Regions from separate parts of the Mus musculus genome. Here region 2 is linked to region 1. Evidence: chromatin contacts called from public HiChIP or PLAC-seq data. All regions are on one chromosome and are shown on one strand. The core of a region is the stretch at or near the end of the contact, and the rest is flanking DNA. Distances in the headings are between cores, read along the strand shown. Region 1 overlaps Nfia (nuclear factor I/A). Region 2 overlaps Patj (PATJ, crumbs cell polarity complex component).

Evidence for each region. HiChIP or PLAC-seq counts read pairs in DNA pulled down with a chosen protein or histone mark.
Region 2: a contact with region 1 is called in an H3K27ac HiChIP or PLAC-seq map of regulatory T cell precursor, with 4 times the contacts expected there. The contact joins two enhancer-like sites. A contact is called at or near these places in 3 of 484 Hi-C or Micro-C datasets (the N1E-115 cell line, myocytes and uterus), 4 of 115 datasets of contacts at active chromatin or transcription factors (astrocytes, double positive thymocytes, large pre-B cells and 1 more) and 1 of 9 other capture datasets (pancreatic islet).

Annotation. Positions count from the first base shown.
Region 1 is chr4:97,991,930-97,998,809 of GRCm38.p6, reverse strand. The region is part of intron 3 of Nfia (nuclear factor I/A); the gene reads right to left. Among named protein-coding and RNA genes, the nearest start is that of Gm34218, 28 kb to the left of the region's middle. Within about 2 kb of position 2,714, at least 47 of the 459 cell types and tissues checked have an H3K27ac peak or open chromatin away from gene starts, as enhancers often do. A contact at or near this core is called in regulatory T cell precursor and uterus, where this site is marked.
Region 2 is chr4:98,434,202-98,441,474 of GRCm38.p6, reverse strand. It overlaps Patj (PATJ, crumbs cell polarity complex component), which reads right to left. Exons shown (of 44, transcript NM_172696.2): 12 at 4,005-4,145; 13 at 333-421. Among named protein-coding and RNA genes, the nearest start is that of Patj, 42 kb to the right of the region's middle. Within about 2 kb of position 5,259, at least 153 of the 459 cell types and tissues checked have an H3K27ac peak or open chromatin away from gene starts, as enhancers often do. A contact at or near this core is called in regulatory T cell precursor and uterus, where this site is marked.

The sequences.
Region 1 (6,880 bases), core at 1,465-3,964:
TCAAAACAGATCATAACATTTCTATTTTACTGGGCACCATTAAGATCGCATGTATCCCACAGACCATAACAAAGGAAATCCGGCCTCAGTGCACACGAGTGTGGGCTCAGTGCATGCAACAGCCAGAAAATCACAGCACAATGGAATGTGTAGTTTTCCAGCATCTCTCTTTGTCCCACCAATTACAGGCTGACACTTGCTCTAATACCAAACTCCAAAAGTCCATATTTTAGGAAAAGACTAATAAGCATCTCTGAAGGGAGTAAATATAAACATAGACCTTAATTCTGCCACCCCAAAGTGGATCTATCTTGATAACCAGTTTTGGGGCAGTGCGACCTCTGTTGTCACTTTCTGGGCAAACGAATTTGTGGGAATTAGATTTCATGTTTAATTTGTTCACCGCTGGGATCTCTATGCCTCAAAGTAGCTAGTGAATATCTGTGAATAGATAAGTGAACCTTTCAATCGAGGATGCTCAAATTGCTTCCTTCTGCTGAGGTCCCTTCTGGGTTCCAAGTGTTTAAATTAAGCATCTACTGGACATTCTATCCAGACATCTCTCAGGTAGCCTCAGATCCAATACAGCCAAAGTATTCATCTTTCTATGTTTTGGTGGCATCCTTACTCTGGCTTTATACAATTATCTAACCCCTTGTGTCCACACATTGATTCAGCTTCCAGTCTACACTGTTGCACTCTGCATGTTTCCCCATTCCTGTGATCAAGGTGAGGGCAAACCCAGTTCTCACCACTATGACAGAGAGTCTTCAAACCATCTCTTGTCTACTATCCATTTATTCATGTTGGTATCCTCAAGAATCCATTCTCTAATCTGAAGCAAGAACCCTCTCAATGTTGGGCAGATCTGACCATTCATTCTCTTAAGACATATTTACTGAGTGGCTAGCATGTGCCAGGTGCTGTAGTAGATCTGTGGTCCCTAATTTCAGAGAGTCTGCAGTTCAGCAATAGAGACAGCTAAAACCATTTAACATAGATTAATAGAAAAAAAAAAAGCATAGACAGTCTAAGTGACAGGAAGTGAACTCACAGCAAGAGCATCAGGGAGGATGGTGAGGGAAAATCTTTCCTAAGAGATGCTCTCTGAAACATATTGGGAAGACAACTGGGACAGAAAGCAGATGAGCTCGTTGGCAGACTAGCAAAGGCTTGGAGGTAGGAGGGTGGCAGGTGCAGAAGACGCCGAGATAACATCTGATGTATTCAGCGGCCTATCAGGAACCTTGTAGGAGTCCCACATGTGCAGCAGCAACTCCTCTGGTGGGCTTGTCATTCCTCATCTGTCCCTGAGGACCAAGCTCTCCTGACACCTCTACCAAAGTCCGCCCTAACTGACCTCACTTCTGGAAGGACTCCTTTCTCTGTTTGTAACACTGACCCGATGTACTGTGCATGGCTCTAACACAGTAGCTGGCACACAAGATGGTGAGCCCTCTTTGCTCATGTTGAGCATGCCTCCTTTTGAGCTGGCAGAGTCTGTTCTGTGTCACTGTTGCTCTGGCTCGAGGGAAGATACTTGGCAAGCATGAAGTACTCCAGAGAGACCCTGAGTGAGCAGAACGCAAAGCGGCCTCGTTTTTTTTGAATAAAAACAGTTACAGAACGTGTTTGTTTCTCAAATGTTTTGTAATAGGGTTGAAATAAACCAAGCCCTAGAAACTAAATCATCCAAAGAAAGTCAAGCCGTCCACATTTATCCCTTCCAAATTGAACAGAATCAGCACAGAAAAAAAAAATCAATGTGGCTTCTGCTGGAGGGGATATCGTCGGTCTCTCTGCTAAGAAATGCCTGTGTATGTGCTATGGTTTCCACTCTAGTCCACTGTCTGGGACAGCAACAAAAAGGAGAGTCAGAGAGTGGAATTATGCAATGGACACTGACACCTACCCCTAAGAAATCCAGTCTCAGACTTAAACAAGGATCGTGATGGCTGAGAACATCACTACGAAGATAATTCCACCTTCTATCAGCAGCCTCTGTCTCCGGGTGAAGCAGAAGGTGAGTGTGTGAATGAATGCCTCAAAGTTAGACCATGAAAACAAAGAGCACTGAATATTTCATGAGCTCTCATGGTAGCAGCTCCTCCCAGCATAACTGAATTATCAGACGGGTTTTATTTATAATCTGTCCCCGACAGACATATGATTGGGCAAATGCAGCGATCAGACAGGATGCCCCTAGAATGATGGAGGAAAGTGAGATGGTGGGCATAGTTATGACGCAACCCAAGAAGCTGAACCTCATGTCCTCACACACACTGAGTCAAGGAAATGACGATGGCTGCTTGGCTTTATTGGAAGATGAAGAAGGGGTAGAAACAAAACACAGAGTTAAGTGTTAGTGGTTCAAAATTCAGATGTTATTAACATTGGAGAGCTCTGTAAACTCTGGAACTGAGTAAGTTCAGTCAAACTGAGAAAGGCTTTGAGGTTTCTATTTTGAACAGGGCCTCTTAGAAACAACTGGAAAACACAGACTTCTGTAAAGTACAGATGCATGCAGCAGTATGCTGTTAAGTGATCTGACTCAAAGTCCTGAGCTGAGTTCAGAACTGTATAGGAGACTTGAATAGAGCAGGTCTCTTTCCTTTTTATATTTTATGACTAAAGAGTTCCTGTACCCTTGTTCAGTGACTTCACAAGTACAGCATCGGTTTCATAGACCCGGGAGTCAGCCATTCTCGGTGTAAGGGGAGGGGCCTTTCTGGAGAGGCTGAATGTAAAGAGAAATTCTTTGATGGCTTCTTAGAAGCAGTGGTTCTTTTACCTCAAAGATGTTAGCAATGATTTCAGAAAATACCTTTCTCTGGAAACCAAATCTTATCTTACAAGAGGACTGAACATCTACCTACCTTTGAATGTTAAGGCAGGGCAAGAAAAGCTAGATATGCTGGGATGTGGCAACCTTGCTGAACTGCCCAGTGGATGGGGAAGAGAGCCAGAGACATGTCATTTTTGAGGGCTGGCCATCAGAGGAAGCTGACTGTCTCCACACAGGGAAGTCTGTATCGGAGGATACAGTCGAGACTGCATATGAGACTAGGTGTTTCTCAAGTTCAGATACCAAGGCCCTCCCTGTCCTGAATCATTAGGTCTCGTCTGGTTATGGATGTAAGTTGACTGCGCACTTCATTGACATCATCTCTGAACTCTATCAATAATCCAGAATGTCATTGTTGTAGCTTACGAACTTGGATCGTCAGAAGGCCCAGCACAACTCCCTTCTATCTATGCCCTATTTGTTCAATGACTTAGATAGCCTTACTTAGTGGGCTTCTATTGCCGCATGTAAATTACTATATTATTACTGACATAGTAATAGCTGTTTCTGTACTCAATTTGGGTATCTCAGAAAACAGGTCTTTATGGAGTTAAATGGAGGTGTTTACTTCTATGGCTTCAAGTAAGGCCAGATTTTAACCTTAGCATAATTTATATTATGACATATTTCATATGGCAAGTTGTTTGATAACTAAATTATTTGCCATTTATTGGAGAAATTTGTGATATTTCTGATTTCTGGAATAATTCCTTGTATTAAAAATATGAAGAATTCACTTATCTATCTGTAAGGACACAGAAAAGATATTACACATTATTTTCCATTGAAAGTAACCTAGTTGAAACAAACCAAAGCATATTCTAGTTGCTATAGTAACTTTGCATGTACCCAAGCCATAACTACTGACTTTTCTCTTCTGAATTCAAAATATCAGAAATTAGGGCTCATAGACTAGTCCCAGTCTGTAAACATCTGCTTCACTAGCAATGTTCTGACTTTTGTCATATTTTAGATGGGACGATTGTACTTGGACATGAGCTTTTAGATTTACCACATCCCCCTAGACTTTTCTACTATACATATCTGCTCAGACATATAGAGGCTGTAAGGTCTTGTAGGTATAAGTATTTGTGATGCCTGCTAAGTGTCAACTTCCTATTTGATTACTAGCATAGTAGAGGAAGGACAGTGTATGACAGTCAGGTTCCATCTAAATAAAAGCCACCATTACTTTGTGATTTGAGAATATATATTAGAGTCCTTAGCCACATGGTTAAAGCCTCTCAGAGAATCTTCTTTAGGCATTAGTTTCCAATATGTCCCAAACATACACTCTCTTTGTTGTGGGCAAAAGTGCCTTGCCTGCTACTCCTGTTGTGTTCTAGTCTCCATATTGGGGTTCCTATCAGTGTTCCCCAAAATGTGTTATGAAGAACAGCCCTCTGAAATGTTCTATCAGAAGTAAAAACAATGACCAAATATCTATAAACCAAAAGGTTGCCCAGAAAACTGAAGGTGGAAAACACTATTAAATTCCCAAGGACCATTTGCAACCTCAAGTCTCTGGTTCTGCAATAAACGCCCTTCTTAAGCTTTAGCTTTCTCTCTCCCGGTGATCTGGCAGGGTGGGCTTTCTTCGGGGCAGATGTTTGTCTCTAAGTCCACCACTCCTCTTCATCTCTCCCTCACACAGGCCATGTGCTAAGGGGGTCCTGGAACCTGACTGAACGTTGTCACTGCAGGACTGAAGGACACTGCACACTTTGCAATCACTTTACCGTGTCTACATTAGGAAGATGGGTTCAGCAAGACACAGCTATTACAAAGCAAGGGCCCTATCTGAAGAATATTTCTGTAGTTCCTCTGTGGGTAGTACTCAATTTTATCAAAAGTGTATAATCTGTCTAGTATTTGCCATGTTTGGTACTTTGTTGGAGACTAATTTTAAGATACATAATATTGCAACTGTGTGCTTGGAAATATTATGATTTTGGTGGAAGTAAAAGCTGAAAATTTGAGATATTCAAAGATTTTTCCTAAGATCATTGAGACGGTGGGAGAGTTGGAGAAGAATGTGTATTGTTAATTTTCTCTACATAGTATTTTCTTTTTAAATCGATCACAGGTAACACATTACTAACTTCTGTATTAACTATTAGTGGCATTTAGTAAACTAAAGTTAATTGGCTGAGGATTTCAGATAGACTTTATTGTCTGAATTCAAGGACTATATTTATTAGCAAAAAATCTAAAATTCAGAGTAACTTTTTAACTTATTGGTATGTTTGTGAATATTTGACGCATGACATCATGGATGACCCTAGAAACAGAAGAAAACACCAAGGCCAAGTGGAGTGACCAATACTATGTTTTGACAAGGATATTTAGATTAATAAAAGCCAAGTGCTTTTAAAACAGTCCATTAAGTATGTGTTTCTTCTCCTTAAATTTCAAAACACCTCAATGTTGCCCTTTTGTAAAGACAGAATAAATCTCTGTCTTCCATCCTGCCACCCATTCCAGGCTGAAAACACTTCCATCCATTGTTTGTTTGTTTTTATGATAGTAAATTAACTTCCCTGTCTTCCCTAAACATTTAGACCACAACATAAATGAGTGTTTTTCAAGTGAAAACTTGTTTAAGAGCAGAGAAATATTAACTTTTGGGATTATGTTTTCAAATATGCCATTGAAATGTAAACAAATGGAGAACAATTCACGTCAACTAAGTCAAGCCACTATCATTAGCATAGAGCAAGTGGCAGTTTATACATTTGATTTCTTAAAAATTAATTTTGATGGGTTTCAGTTTATTTTGAAATTAACCTTGTTTTGAAGTAAAAGGGGGGGTTTGGACCAAACTTACTGCTTTCATGTTCTAAATCAAAACTGTCTACACACATGGACAGTAACAATTGGTAATTGACAAATGGCTGGAACTATTTGAAGTAACTCCAGCCTCTACTATGAACCCATGCATATATTAGGGAAAAATAAGGAAATTTATTCCCTGAATACATCCGAAACTGATTATCTTAAATGAAACAGACATGGAACTGGATCACCCCAGGGCTACCCTGGTTCATGAGTGTAAAACAGCAGAAATCCTTCATGGCCCATCGCCCTGCCTTTCCTTTCTGGGTCTAATTCATGTGGCTCTGAAACCATTAACAGAGCTCAGCTTGCTAAACCAGCATAAGACACAGGCAATGACAGGTAGAGATGGTGACCAGCAGCTACGTGCCAATTTTAAGACATTCAAAACTGATTTTGGTTCACTAAGCATGGATAGAAAATCATTGATGAACTGAAGCAATACATTGTTAAAAAATGCTTTCAATTACGTTTCCAAGGCTACAGAGAGAAATAATCTAAAGAGATATTTTAAACATAGGGATATGTAGTTTTCCAAATACCATAGCATCAGGTAATACTTAAGATCACAAAGAGCTTCTTCTGCCTGTGCATTTTGCTTTGTACAATTCTCGCAAGAATCACACTATCACTAATGCCATAATTTGTGGTGTTTATTCAATCATAGAGTCTATATTATACATTCCTGCAGGAACCATTACAGGTTACAAATCATGCAGGCCATGATACTTTGAATTTGCTGGCCTAGCACAAACACAAAGTATTTTAGAGGCACTAGATAGCTCCTTGTGAAATATAACAGAATGAATTAGACTATTCAGGCCACACCGGGTAAGTACAATGAAGGAACACTTTTTAAGACTTTAAAGTCATGTAATACAATTCTAGGCTGGATTCTTCTTGTTAAAGAGAAGTAGCATGGGAGTGATTGGAAGAGAAAAGGGCCAATATTTGACAACAGAAATCAGCATAACCTTTTAACTGCAGCAGCCATGGGTGACTGCCCTTCGACCTTGGAAGATTATGTGGGATTTCAATGACAACAGCTGGAAGTGAGTAAGTGTGAAGAGAGTACAGATCTGAGGCCCGATACAAAAGGCCAGCACGATCTGGGCCCAGATCACAGCACTGATTAGAAATTGTTTCCTGGTCCTGGCTTAATAGAGTGTGTGATCAAGAAAGTTGGAAAGGTTTTTATTT
Region 2 (7,273 bases), core at 4,010-6,509, 440 kb before region 1:
AAAGATGCCAGCCATTTTAAGCAGTTGATTCAGGTTATAAATTTACAGGCAAGCTCTCACCCTCCTAATGTACTTCTGCCTCTTGTTGACTTAAATGGCTTCAACATGAACTGAGTGTCTGATAATTGTAACTGAAGTTTGTGTACAGTCCTTAATTGTTCTTATAGCTTAAAACGCTTTAAACATTGATTGATTGCTCTAATCGGAAAGAAAGACAGGAAGAAAACAATAAAGGCAGTCTGTGTCTGCTTTGACTCTCATATTTTAAATTATAGTGTTAGGATAATAGCATGAAATGAAACTTTCTATTAAAATGTTTTTTTAAGACATACCATTACTTCATAATCTGGGCCCAGTAGGTTTTCCCATCTGGATTTCAGCTCATTTTCTGGAGAGCCTGGAACTTTCTCTGGATATACATCTATAAGAAAAAGAATGTCGAAGCTACTGTGAGCCAAACATACTCAATAAATTCTTCAATAATAGCTCTGCTTCGGTAGGTAAAGGGGAAATGAGGTAAGAGGAAAATGTATTCATTTAAATCTACCTAGGAATGTAAATCCCAGTGGCTTGCGAGACTAATAGAAAATGTAGAGCCACTGTGGTTAAACTGTAAAGGGGCTCTTGTTCAGGAGGCTTTGAAGGGAGGAGGAAGCGATGAATTACAAGTGAAATCTGAATCTATACTTTCTATGTAGACCTCGCTTAGTTTTATTTGTAGATCTTGCACAGATTTGATTTAAGTGCTAATCTTTTCAGAGCAGTGCCATTCCGACTCTCCAAGGGGACTGTAAGTGTGTACTGAGTTATCACTGTAATCAACAAGACTCAGGGAAACAGTACAGCCAGGCTCCCACATGCCAGGACAGACGGACGGATGGAGAGGCTGGCCAGCTAAAACCTGAGGTTTATCAGATAGAAGCTTTGGTTTTACACCAGCCTTTTGTTACTGCTTAATTACTAGGATATTTGTATCTTTACAGTGCTCCTGACTTAATGATGCCATTGTTGTCCAGGTGAGATCATTTTAAAGGTTAAGACGGATTTGAAGTGCCAGGTCTCTTCTCCATATAATCTTCCCCAGACTTTCAGAGCAGCAAGCAGTCTGAAGAATACCTGACAGAGAAAAGTCTAGGTACTAAAACTATCACTGCACCTACATCCACACCAATAGCAGAGGATGAAAAGGTCCCAGGTTGTTTTAAGTTTCTCATTTCTGCTGTAAGACTGGACGTGTCTGAGAACACGCATCCCAAGTGACATAACCATCTGCCTCCCGTCAAAGGTAACAGGCAGGCTCAGCCCTTTCAGCTTCAGAGCGGCTCCCTCTGGCTGCACAGCATGCTTAATTACATACTACCAATCATTAAGTTAAATAGGCTAACTTCAGAATCAGAGACTAAGACTAATGCACGCTAAAGAACTTAAGTTACTCCATTTACAAAAGAGCCCCCAGGAAATAACTATGTTTAACTGATATGCTAGATTACATTTGGGGGCAGCTAATCAAAGATCTTATAGAAACAAGTACCAAAATCATTTGGGTGGCATCGCTCCTTGTGAACATTTCCTTATGGAAGTCTGAGTTCTTACCAGTCTCCTACTTTGTTTTTGATTTCTCAGTATTTGAGGTGAGGGAGCCTGGGGAGGGGGAGGGGTGATGTCCTACAAGCCGCAGCACACCTGTGGCTGTCAGAGGACAACTTCTGTGGGGCTGGTTTTCTTTCTCCTTCCACCTTCCAGGGCTTCTGGGAGTTAACCTTGGGTTTCAGGCTCACGGCAAGTAGCTTTCTCCACTACACAATCTTTCCAGCCCCTTTACCAAAATCTTTAAAAGATTCAACAGTTTGCCTGTTCGGTTTCTCCCAGGTGTAGTTTCATATCTGTTTAATGACTCTGAACAAAATCTGCAACGTATTGAGGAACTCTATGCTTACAAATATAGCAGTCAGAGGCAGAAGGGCAGGAGGGTTACTGAAGTGAAGAAACTGCCATCTCACCAGCTCCCTTGAGGCTGGTTGTACCTTCAGGCACACAATGAAAGCACAGACAGCTCAAAGGCCAGAGGAAGGAGGCTAATCTACTTGCAGCAACTCAAAAAACAAAAAACAAAACAAAAAAGGCATAGAAGGCTATAACAAGACTATGCTCACCATGCACGTAAGACAGAACCTGACTAACAGCACAACAACCAGGAGAGGCGGGCGCACTTGCAAACTGAAATTATACACATGCATGGAAAAAGGCAGGGAAGTTCATTTTAAGAACATGAGTACAATTCTGTGACCACGTGATGGTGTACATGTTTAATCCCAGCATTTAGAAGGCAGCATCAGCAGGCAGATCTCTTTGAAATTGAAGCCAGCCTGGTCTGCACAGCAAGTTTCAGGGCTCCAGGGCTACACTGTGAGATCGCACTCGAGGGGGATGGGGGTAAGCATGGCTACAGCATATGGGAAGCTGACAAGTGGAGACAGGAGTGCTGTGAGTTCTAGGCTATCCTGAGCTATATAGTAATGTGTGTTCTCAAAAACAAACTATACAATGGCAACGGTAATGAGATAAAATACTTCTAAGACTATTTCTAATTTCAAGATGATTTGATTTTTCACCTAGCAATCCTTTGATATTTATCTGAGCTCAACTAAATTAAAAGAGTAACAATTAATTGCACTCTAGTGGATCCGAAGGGGCGGGGGAGCTCCTAAACCTGATCTTTAGTGAGAGAATAATACCTTCCTTCTGCCTACCGTTCTTAACATAACAAAGGGCAAAAGCCAGCTTCTCAGGAAACGAGTGTATTCAATATTTTAAGAAGTTTCTCTTAGCTGAGGGCTTCTGTAGAAGGAACCAAGCTATAACTCTGATTGCAGAAGGGAGTCCCGTGACAACTGAAGTGTCAAGGTATAGTATCAAAGGTGAAGTTTGGAAACAATTCAAAAATAGATATAAAACAGCCTAGCAGTTTGATGCAATTTATGGAAAATTCATGTTATTAACTTTCATGAAGAGGAAACACACAGAGAGATAGATAGATGATATAGATGATAGATTATATAGATGGATAGATAAAATATTTAGATTTAAATACAATTTATATCTAAATAAGTAATCTAAGTAATACTTCTTAATCTAAGTAAGAATACATAGTGATTAAAATGCTATGTAGTTGTGATGGTTTGTATATCCTCGGACCAGGGAGTGGCACCATCTGGAGGTGTGGCCTTGTTGGAATAGGTGTGACCTGGTTGGAATGCGTGTGGGCATAAGATCCTCACCCTAGTTGCCTGGAAGTCAGTCTTCCACTAGCAGCCTTTGGATGAAGACATAGAACTCTCAGCTCCTCCTGCGCCATGCCTGCCTGGATACTGCCATGCTCCCACCTTGATGATAATGGACTGAACCTCCGATCCTGTAAGCCAGCCCCGATTAAATGTTGTTTTTTATAAGACTTGCCTTGGTCATGGTGTTTGTTCACAGCAGTAAAACCCTAACTAAGACAGTAGTTATTGCATACTAATAAATATGTATTTGAAACACAATTAAACAAAAATACATTTGATGCTCTACTACCAAATATCTTATAATCTTAACCTTATGTTAAGATTACATTCAAAATTCCCCAATTAATTTAAATTTGGGGGGTATAGTATGAGGTTGGTGTTAATACTAGGAACTGAACCTAAGATTGGTGGTAGTACTAAGGATTGAACCTAGAGCCTCATTCATACTCTACAATGATAGTACATCCCTAGAAAAATAGCCCATCTGAAATTGCTAATGTGTCTCTACAGGATGAGCACCCATCAGATCTAAACTGCTTTTATATGGGTCGTTGGCTGCTACCTGATTGTTAGAATATTTGTAACTTTACAAAGTTCTTGATATAATATTGCCTTTATTGCATAGGTCTGAGTCTGACTGTGTATGCCACACCATATTAACTACAGAGAAGAAATTGTTAATAAGGTTGAAGTACTCCAAAGTAAAGGCTTTGAGCCTACCTGGTTTTTCTAAGGCTTGTACAGTGTTGTTTTTTAGATTATCCAGTCTTTCTCCAATTTCCTCTGCTTCCACACTCAAATTAGCTTCTGGTTTCGGGGATCCTGCTCGTTCTGGTACTTTAGGTGGTTCTGCAACAGTTTCTGAAATAAAAATTGTGACTTAAATCGCTAGTCCTGTTGGGGGTGGGGCCGCATGCAAATGGGCTGACTTCACTCTCATTCGTCCTTCCCAGGACCTGCTGCGCTGCATGAGATGCCAATACACTAAAGTGTTCTGTGAGGTAGTTAATCACAAAGATAGCTTGACAGTAGTCAAAGAAAGAGGAAGTAGAGAAAATGAAAGTGAAAAGGGTTGAACCACGACAAAACAGAGAGAGATGATTTACTATAGCTTTAGAAAGGAAAAGAAATAAGAAAGCAACAACTGGAAGGCTGTATGTTCTTGCTGATGTGGACAGGTATTAAGCCACATATGCAAATAGGCTGGACCATCAAGCCCGTGTGAACAGCCTAGCTAGCTCAGAGACTGGGGGTGGGAGAACTCCTCTAGGTGCAGAGAGAGCCTTCCCCCGCCCCCTTTCCTTAGCTGAAGCAAGTGAAATTCCGCAAAGTTGCCAGCAAACCACTAAGTGTGTCTTCAACAGAAGAAAGGCTGCACACGTCACACTTTACACAGTTGTTTTTTAATTCAACAGAAGAAAGGCTGCACACGTGACACTTTACAGAGTTGTTTTTTAATTCAACAGAAGAAAGGCTGCACACGTGACACTTTACACAGTTGTTTTTTTAATTCAACAGAAGAAAGGCTGCACACGTGACACTTTACAGAGTTGTTTTTTAATCCCATCATTTGAAAAGAATTTTTAAGATTTTAATATATCATTTTTAATGTGTACAGGTGTTTTTGCTTTCATGCATGTATATACATCAAGTTTGGGACTTTTGACTTCAGAGGACAGAAGAGTGTATCAAATCCCTTAAAACTAGAGTTATGAGTGGTCTCAACGACCGAGTTTCATGGGTGCTTCAAACCGAAGCTGGGTCCTCTGTAAAAGCTGCAAGAGTTTTAATCACTGAGCCATCTCTCCAGCTTTTTGTAAAAGGTGTAACCTGAGAGAAGACAGCCCCCACCTGGGGCCACAAGGTCCAGGTAGGGACGAACCCAAGATAATCACCAGCCTGGCACTACTAGGGCAGACTGGAAGCTAGCCTGAGACAACCACCAGTCCTGTGCCAGAAAGGCTCAGGCAGGCAGACCACACCCAAGATGACCTCAGCCCAGGGCCACACTGCATGGGCAGGGAACAGCATTGCTGAGACAAGCCCAGACCCCGAGACACCCTGGGTGCCACTAAGAGGAGCATGTAAATGGTAGAGAAATGGAAGAGAAAGAGAAGCAGAAGGAGGTGAGCGCGAGGAGACAGAACCAGGAAATCAAGGGTAGTGAGGAAAAGCCTGATAAGAGTAGCCAGTGATGCCACCGAAGATCATGATGACATCCTTGCCTGTGCTACCACTGAGGGCCATGTCTGGGTCCATGGCCCTGCAGCAGCAGGGCTCTGTTTCCAGGTAAATACCCCTGGTCTGGGCTGCCACTCAGTGCCCTGTTGATGACTGAGGCTGTGCAGGACTGGCTGATCCCTCACCTGGGTATCATGGGATAGCTGGCCTTAAGGGATGTGAGGGCAGGTGAACTGATCCCTCCCACCACCCAGAAAGCACGGTAGAGCTGGGAGGAAGAGTTGTGCGTTAGCAGAGCATGAGAGCGGGAGAGAGGGCCCTGGCACTCATCTCTTGTGCGGTGACACTGATGAGGAAAAGATGCCCTCCTTCCCCTACCCCCCTTGCCCCTTGCTCTTACCACCTGCAACAGGCAGGAGAGCTGGCTCTGCCCTTATCAGCTACAGCATTCAGGAGAGCAGACCCTGCCCCTTGCCAGGGCAACACAGGAGAGCTGACACTGACGTTGGGCCAGTGACTCACTGCAATGAACATTTACAAGCAAAGAAGTATGGACAAAAGTGTAGACTGTGGGACACGCTGTGACACACCACAGCTTCCACAGTATGATTTTTTTTTTTCCTTTTCGGGGAGACTGCAAGGGGGGAGGACAGGAACGAGAGGACCAGGAAATGAGCGAGATTGGGGTACAGAATGTGAAATTCACAAAGAACCAATAAAAAGTTTTAAAAACAAAAAGTACAAGGCTGCAAGGAAACATCAAATTCAGGTTGTGGCATTTTAGTGTCAAAGATTAACCCTTAGGAAAAGAAGAAGCAAGCACCGGGCGGGGGTCAGGGGCTCGTCTACGTTCAGAAGCCAGAATCACCACACATGGGATACGTGGTTTAGGAAGGGTTTTATGGGAGGAGTCAAAAGGAATAGGAAAAGAAAATACAAATGACATTTTAGAGCAACTGGGAAACCTATGTGTGATGTGTGTGGGTGTGTCTGTCTGTCTGAGACCATGCACATACGATCTGTGTTGGTGTGCCTGCACACGGAGGCTGGGGAAGGATTTCTTGAGAAACCTGGACCTACGCTGGCAGTCAAGAAACCCCAGCAATGTTCCTGCCTCCGTATCTCGCAATGCTGGTTTACAAGCACAAGTGCAGCCATGCTCAGTTTCTTGCATGGATTTGGGGAATATGCATCAGGTCTTCATGCCTGCCAACAAGCATTCTTACCCTCTAACCCACAGAGTGATCTCCTTGGCACCACCAACTGGGAAATCTTAAATATGTACAAAGTATTCAATATTAGATATTTCTATTATATCTTGTCTTGGTTATAATAATATGATTCTCCTTGGGGCTGGAGAGATGGATCAGCAGTTAAGAGCACTGACTGCTCTTCCAGAGGTCCTGAGTTCAATTCCCAGCAACCACATGGTGGCTCACAACCATCTGTAATGGGACCTGATGCCCTCTTCTGATGTGTCTGAAGACAGCGACAGTGCACTCATATACATTAAATAAATAAATATTTCACAAAAGAAAGAAAGAAAGAAAGAAAGAAAGAAAGAAAGAAAGAAAGAAAGAAAACATCATTATCTTTGGGATTGCTAAACCACTCACTCTAAAATGATTCAAAAGAAACAAGGGAAGCTGGCAACTGACAGACATAAGTCACAGTGAGTGGGTGCTCTTTCTGCTCTGTTCCTTTCTCTATATGTGTACAATGTTTTAACAACAAAGAGCTCAAACATACAACCAATTAAACTCCTGAGACGGTAACATGAGCCTTTAAAACCACTCACAGAGTATTTT